Linked DNA regions of Hordeum vulgare: region 1 is linked to region 2. A link is a contact called in public Hi-C data. All regions are on one chromosome and are shown on one strand. The core of a region is the stretch at or near the end of the contact, and the rest is flanking DNA. Distances in the headings are between cores, read along the strand shown.

What was found. Hi-C and Micro-C count contacts between places; a contact is called where the count stands out from the background.
Region 1: a contact with region 2 is called in a Hi-C map of seedling, with 4 times the contacts expected there. The contact joins the promoter of LOC123399503 here to the promoter of LOC123395728 in region 2. A contact is called at or near these places in 3 of 6 Hi-C or Micro-C datasets (leaf and seedling) and 1 of 1 datasets of contacts at active chromatin or transcription factors (embryo).

What each region holds. Positions count from the first base shown.
Region 1 is chr5H:353,790,262-353,793,578 of MorexV3_pseudomolecules_assembly, forward strand. It overlaps LOC123399503 (calmodulin-binding receptor-like cytoplasmic kinase 3), which reads left to right and starts at 1,610. Exons shown (of 7, transcript XM_045093908.1): 1 at 1,610-2,583. The coding sequence starts at 2,280.
Region 2 is chr5H:353,352,117-353,355,298 of MorexV3_pseudomolecules_assembly, forward strand. It overlaps LOC123395728 (protein IQ-DOMAIN 12-like), which reads right to left and starts at 1,256. Exons shown (of 6, transcript XM_045090755.1): 1 at 1,140-1,256; 2 at 709-818; 3 at 290-616; 4 at 1-214. The coding sequence starts at 1,149.

The DNA of each region.
Region 1 (3,317 bases), core at 360-2,859, 440 kb after region 2:
GTTGAAGTTGCTCTTAGCTATGATTGATTGGCATGAAAAACAGTAATAAAAACCAGATTAAGGCAGGATTTGCGTTGAAAAGTTGAAGAAGGTATACGAGACGAACGAGTACCAAATCTCCGTTTAGGAGTAGGGATTTATTAGGTGTTTGTTTCAGAGATTTTCGCCCGTCAACTGTTTATGTCGTAAAAGGGAAACGTTACTAGCATTTGTTAACTCGACATCGTAAACACATCCCTCTGTAAACAGGTCCGGCCCAGTCATCGCTTGATACCGCCCAAGCCCCACCGGTAAGGTCACGGTACCAAGCCCAAGCCATCCTCCTGCCCCACGAGCCCTCTCCTCCCGCACAGCCCCCTTTGCCTCGTCCGTCGCCGCCTCCAAAATCCCCTTCGAGTCCGACGTCAATGCCTCCCAAACCCCTTCGAGCCCCCCTCCGCCTCCCTTGCAACAACTACCTTCGCCGACATCCATGGCTCCCTGACGAACTGAACGAGTTCCTTGTGGAGATCAAGACAGCCGGCGCCGCTTATGACCAGGAAGGCTGCGGCGCTTGAGATCGGTGGCGGTCGCCAGCGCACATGGTCAAGATGGCCGGTGTGGCACAAGATCCAGCGGTTGGGGGCTGGATTTGGGAACGGTTGGCGGTGTTTGAGATCTTGGTCGGCTCGGTCCGGGGCGAGCAAGAGCAGAGCCATCTACGGGGACGATGGTGGCTGGTAAGCAGTAGGGACGAGCAAGAACAGAGCGATGGTAAGCAATTCCTCTACCTGAACGGGAAACAAACAAACTTAAAAAAATCTCATTACACCTCCTTAAACACTGTGATCTGATTACGTTACCGTTACCGTGACCCTTTGTGTTGCCAAACACCTCCTTAGGCCTTGTTTGGTGCGCAGGGTTTGAGAAGGTTTGTAGGGGATTATCCCCGAGGGGATCAGAAACTCTGCAATTTCCCGCATGTCCATTTGGTGGACAGGGTTTGTGGTGAGCAAACCCCTTCAATCCTCTCTAATCTCCTCGATTTCTTCCTACCCATGCGGTTCAGAAACCTTATCTCATGGCTCGGGGATTTGACAATTGAGGGGGTTTGACAGGATTGGGTGAAAGGAAGGGATTCACCCAATCCTCTGAAACCTCCCCCTCCACAATCCTCCCCAACCCCTTCCTGTCAAAAAAGGCCTTAGGCCTCGTCTGGTTAAGGGGGATTGGGGAGGTTTTGAGAGGAAAATCCCCGGGAGGGCCAGAAACCTCACAGATCCTCGGACGCTCATTTGGTAAGAGGGGTTTGCTTAGCCCAATCCCCTCCGTTCCCCTTCAGTCTCTTCCTATCCATGTGTTTCAAAACCCTTTTTGGGGTACTAGTGGAAGCAAAATCCTGGGGATTTGAGAGGATTGGGTGGAACAAAGAGATTCACCCAATCCTCTGAAATCCCTCCCTTTCAAAACCTCCTTAACCAAACGAGGCCTTAGGTAGTCTATTTCTCTATCCGGGCATGATACCCCCACTATGGCCAGTCTTATAGGAGTATTTAAGAAGGGAGGGAGTAGTTTTTTTTCTATCCCTGCACGGGCATTTATAGCTAGTCTAGAAAGAGAAAGCTGAGCAACCTGTCCCATCTGGCAGCAGCCAGTGACGCTGCCACCTGCTAGAAGTTTCGCACCCCGGTCCGCAGTTGCCACCCGGAAGTTACCGGCGCCGCCGGTTCCCACCCCACCCCGCCTCTCCGGTCTCTGCCTTGACCCTCCAACTCTTCCCACCTTCTTCGGGCAGGCTTCACTTCAGCTCAGCTGCAAAGATATCTCCTTTCTTCTTTTCCATCCGTCCCCCAACTGCTCCTCACTTTTCTTCTCCCCTTCCTTTCTCCCGATCTGAGCACCACCCATTCGCTCTATCGATTGATCCCCACAGCTCCGATCCTCGAGTAGCAAAGTGGCCAGATTAGTCGGCGTTCTGCTTCCTGCTCAGCCCAGATTAGATTTGCTTGTCTTGTTGTTTTTGTGCTGGGTCGCTCGCTCCAATCGGTCAAGATTTTCTACTCTCTCTCTCTCGCTCTTGGCGTCTAGTTCATCCGCCGCGGAATAGCCCGATTCACTTCCTTGATTTGATTTGACTTCATTTCGTCTTCTTGGAGGCAAAACAATCGTCCTCGTTGAGTTGGAGGAGAAAGGGGATGCAAACTTCGCTGCGGCCACTCTTGTATCCCCATTTTTAAGTAGCATATGCTCGTCTCGGGGATGAGATACTTGTGAATTTCACGGTCCAGTTTGCTGTCTCCATGTCTCCTCTGGCTCTTCTCCTCGCTCTGCTCTTCCTTTTGTGCTCGTCTCTGGCTTTGGTTTCCGGGTCCGAGCCAACCCTTCCATGGACCTGTGGGGATGAGCAAGTTTCCATCTTGGAGACCTCTGACGGCCGTCAAAACCTGTCCATCAATGGGGTTTTGGTGAAGGACCGTGCTCAAGGCTGCGACAGGCTCCGGTCCTACTTTGGGAGTGGTTGCCTCAGCTGCGATGAGCGGTCGCAATCCTGGAGGGGTGCGTGGATGCGCTACTGCAGCGATGATGGGAGTCAATCTAGCTATGGTGAGTCGCTTCTAGGTTTCTAGCTTCAGTTGTGTCTGCAGTTCGTTCCATACGTTTATGCTTGTATTAGAGCTTGAATTGCGCTCATGGTGATGTCAGTTGAAAATATGATTCGGTTGGTTGAGGATTACCTTTAGTTGCAAATGCTATCCTATAGTGAATTTACAATAGGGGCCCTTTATTATAATAATAAGTACGGCAGTATATCTTCTTTTGTTATTTTTCTCAGACTAGTCATTGGCAATTATCTATGGAACTTTGGCCATTTGCTAGCATGCACCGATGTAGTAATGAACAAAGTGACTACTGAAAATGAACAAAATGACAATCAAGTATTTGGCTTAAAATGCCTGATTGCGGTTGCTGGATTGTGCTGTGCTGAACCTATATTATAATTTTATGATCAAACATGAAAAGATCGGCACAGCAATAGGAAAAGAACAGATTATACAAATGATAAAATCGGCAAAAGCTGGTTAAGACAAATAGGATTATCAATTATCATAATGCACTACAATACCAAACACATGCATTGTACTGAATGATTCTGTTTACAAGACATGAATTGTACTGATGGAAGCTGTTGTTGGTACTTCGTGTAACACTAGCATTCATGCATCCTACTATTATTCTTTAGTTTTGCTGTAGACGTTTAGTTCTGTGGGAATGCCACTTCTATTCTATGCCAGACTGACTATATCTGTTAGTGTGAGCCGTGAGTGTACAGGCCCACC
Region 2 (3,182 bases), core at 6-2,505:
ACAGCTCCCGGCCTCTCCTCAGCAGGGCGTCCATGCCGTCGCCGCCGTGCTCGTGCTCGTGCTCGACGTCGGCCCTGGCCCGCTGCCGGGCCTGGATCTTCACCAGCGACTCGAGGCCCCGCAGCGTCGCCGCCGTCTGCCGCCGCACCGCCTGCCCGCGGATCACCGCCTGCAGCCTCACCAGGCCCTTGAGCGCGCGCAGTGCCCTCCGCGCCTGCGCCCACACACCGTTACTACAAGACAGAGCCAGCTTTAATTTCCTTGCCCAACCAGAATGCTTGCTACTTACGAGGTATCCACGGTACGCTGACTGGATCGCGACGGCGGCGAACAGTTCGTGGCCGGAATACGTGGGGTCACGCTCACGCGTCGGCGCCGGCGAGGGCGGCCCTGTGAGGCGGACCACCTCCGCGGCCGCGTGGGCGGCCGCGACGGCCGCCTCTGCGGCCGCCGCTGTGGCGAGCGCGACCGCCACCGCGTGCTTGCTCTGCTCTTCCTCCGCCTGCCTTATCTGAATCTGATCCGTCGCCGGCTCCGGCTCCGGCTCCGGAGCTGGCAGGGCAAACGAGTGCTGGGTCTTGAGCTTCCCCACCAGCCATCTCTTGCTCTTCACCTTCTGAAAAATGAACGGAAAATCTTGTACCGTGGAATCACCTGTACTTTTACCTGAATTTTCCCGAGTTGTAAGAAACAAGATTGGGACGATACCTTGTCTGGCTTGGGTTTCTGCTTGGGCTCGGAGATGAAGAGCCTCTTGATGCGCTCGAACCACCCCTTCTTCTTCCTCTCCATTCTTCTGTCTACCTGCTCTGGTATGTCTGGAACAAGGGAGAAACAAACCACCATTCAGCAGAAACGTATAAAAGGCGCGAGGATTGGCGGTAGATCGTATGTCACAGTCGTACGATCTACGGAGATGTTGGCAAAAGGCCTAGCAGGATGGCTCTTTGCTGGCAACGCAAGTCACTGTCCATGTGCAAATCAAGAAAGAGCACGAGGAGGAAGAAATATAGAGCGTTGGATTTGGGCTAGCCCGTGGCTTGTGCTTTCTCCTGGGAATCATTTTCGGAAACAGGATTTCGATGCAACAAACTGGAAGACAGGTCGCACTCGCAGCACAAGCAAACAATGATAGAGACCTGCTCCCATTGCGTCTGATTCTGAACCGAAGAGAGCATCTGGAGCACTGGGAGAGAAATGCAACCAATATACGGAGGAAGGAACAGGGGGGGTGAGCAGAGAGAGATGTAGATGGAGAGGGAAAGGAAAGTGAATTCGAAGTACCTTGTAGGGGATCCAAGAACGCCTCAGTCTCTCAGCAGCTTCTTGTGGAGCTGATGGCAGAGAGGGGTGGCCTGATGTAGGCAGATCAGATTCGTGCTTGCCACATGTGGGAACCAAATTCCAGTGGGGAGCCAGCAATTGGCCGTCTTGCTCACTGTCTGAGCGAACCAGAACCCCACATGATGTGTAAGAACTTGGGACACACACGGTTTCTCTCCGAGTCCACTGTTTATATAGGAATAGGAATAGGATGGCCCATTTGCAACGAGCCCTTTCAGAACTAGCAGGGTGTGAAAACTGATGTCAGGTACTATATCATAAAAATCAGTGCTATTTTGCACAAACTGGAGCCGTCACTCTTAATGCGTTTTGCATCGGTCTTTTTGGTACAAACAATCCGGTGGGTGCCAACTTGACAAATAAACAATGGGGTGGAAGGACGCAGGAGAAAAAGGGAAAGCCCGCCTTTACAATTGCACGGCTGTAAAGGCATGGATCAAAGTCTGTTTGTGGGCGCTTCACTTCATCGATCGCTGATCTGATCAAGAAACATAGGGTATGCTGATTTTATTCATTCTGGAACCGAAAGAGAATACTTAATTAGGACAAAAGGACATATGTTCGTAACACTAAAAAACCAATCAAGACGAAGTTCTACACACAAATATATTTAAGGCAGTAAGAGCAACTCTAGCAGACCCCGCATCCGTCGTTTGCAGTTCGTGAAAAAATGTCTTTGCGGGCTGGCGACACGGCCGCGGATGCAGACCCTGCATAACGGATCGGTAAAAAAACATATTCATGGAATGTGCTTTTTCACACCACGCGCGGGCTGAAATGTTCCTCCCACCAACCGCTTCCGCTTATATGCGGGCCTGCTAGAGTTGCTCTAAGAGCAACTCGACGCGCTGACCCAAACAAACGACGCTTTTATCCGCATTTTGTTTGTTTGAATAGGCCCGGCGGACATCCGTGCCCGCTTGTGCAATTGGCCGGCACTTGCGCCCAATGCGTCCGACGCCCCATTTTTAGGGGGGACAAAAAATAACATTTTGGGAAAACATAAAACCACCAATTAAACATTTAAGCTGGCCTGAAAGGCCAACGATAGTTCACATTACATTTAAAACATAAAATTTAATAAACTAAAAATGAGGAGTCGCGCTGCCCTAGGCGCCGTCATCATCGTCGTCGAGGCCAGTGAGGTCGACGAGCGTCGGCGTCGGGCCAGCCTAGGGGAAGACCATCTCCTAGGCGGCGACGACGTCGTCCGTCGGTGGTTGCACCGGCACTCGTTGGGCAGCACGACGCTCCTCCTACTCGGCTTCAGCCTCGTGCTCCAGCAACTCGACCCGCCGGGCCTCTTTGCCCTCCTCCCTCACCCGGCGTTGTCGCGAGTGTTCCATGTAGGCCGCCTCCTGCTTCAGCGTCGCACCAACCAGACGGGTGGTGCGCCGACCCACTCGCGCACCACCCCGTCCCAGGCGTACATCTCCGGCCTGAGGGGGACGTCGGGGCCAATGGGGGACGACGCGGCCTGCGGCGGGACGACTGTGTCGCCGGCAACGGAGAGCGCAATGGCCTCCGCCAGCTACTTCTCGTAGGCGCCTCCTCCTGGCTGCGCGCAAGACGACCGCCAGCTTGTTCTGGTATGCCACCTCCGCCTCTTGGTCCTCTTCGCGCACTACGAGGGGTGATGGTCGTACAACCATGTGACATCCCCAGATTAGGCTACAGTAACCCATGTAATCAAGCTACAATGATCATCATGATTAAGCTAATCATGTTACTAAACAATGATTGATCACTTTGAATTTCATTTCTCATTTCAAATCCCACCATTAAAGGCCCTAGTATTTTATTGTGATAAAATAAAATTCCAAAACAAATGGTGTTAA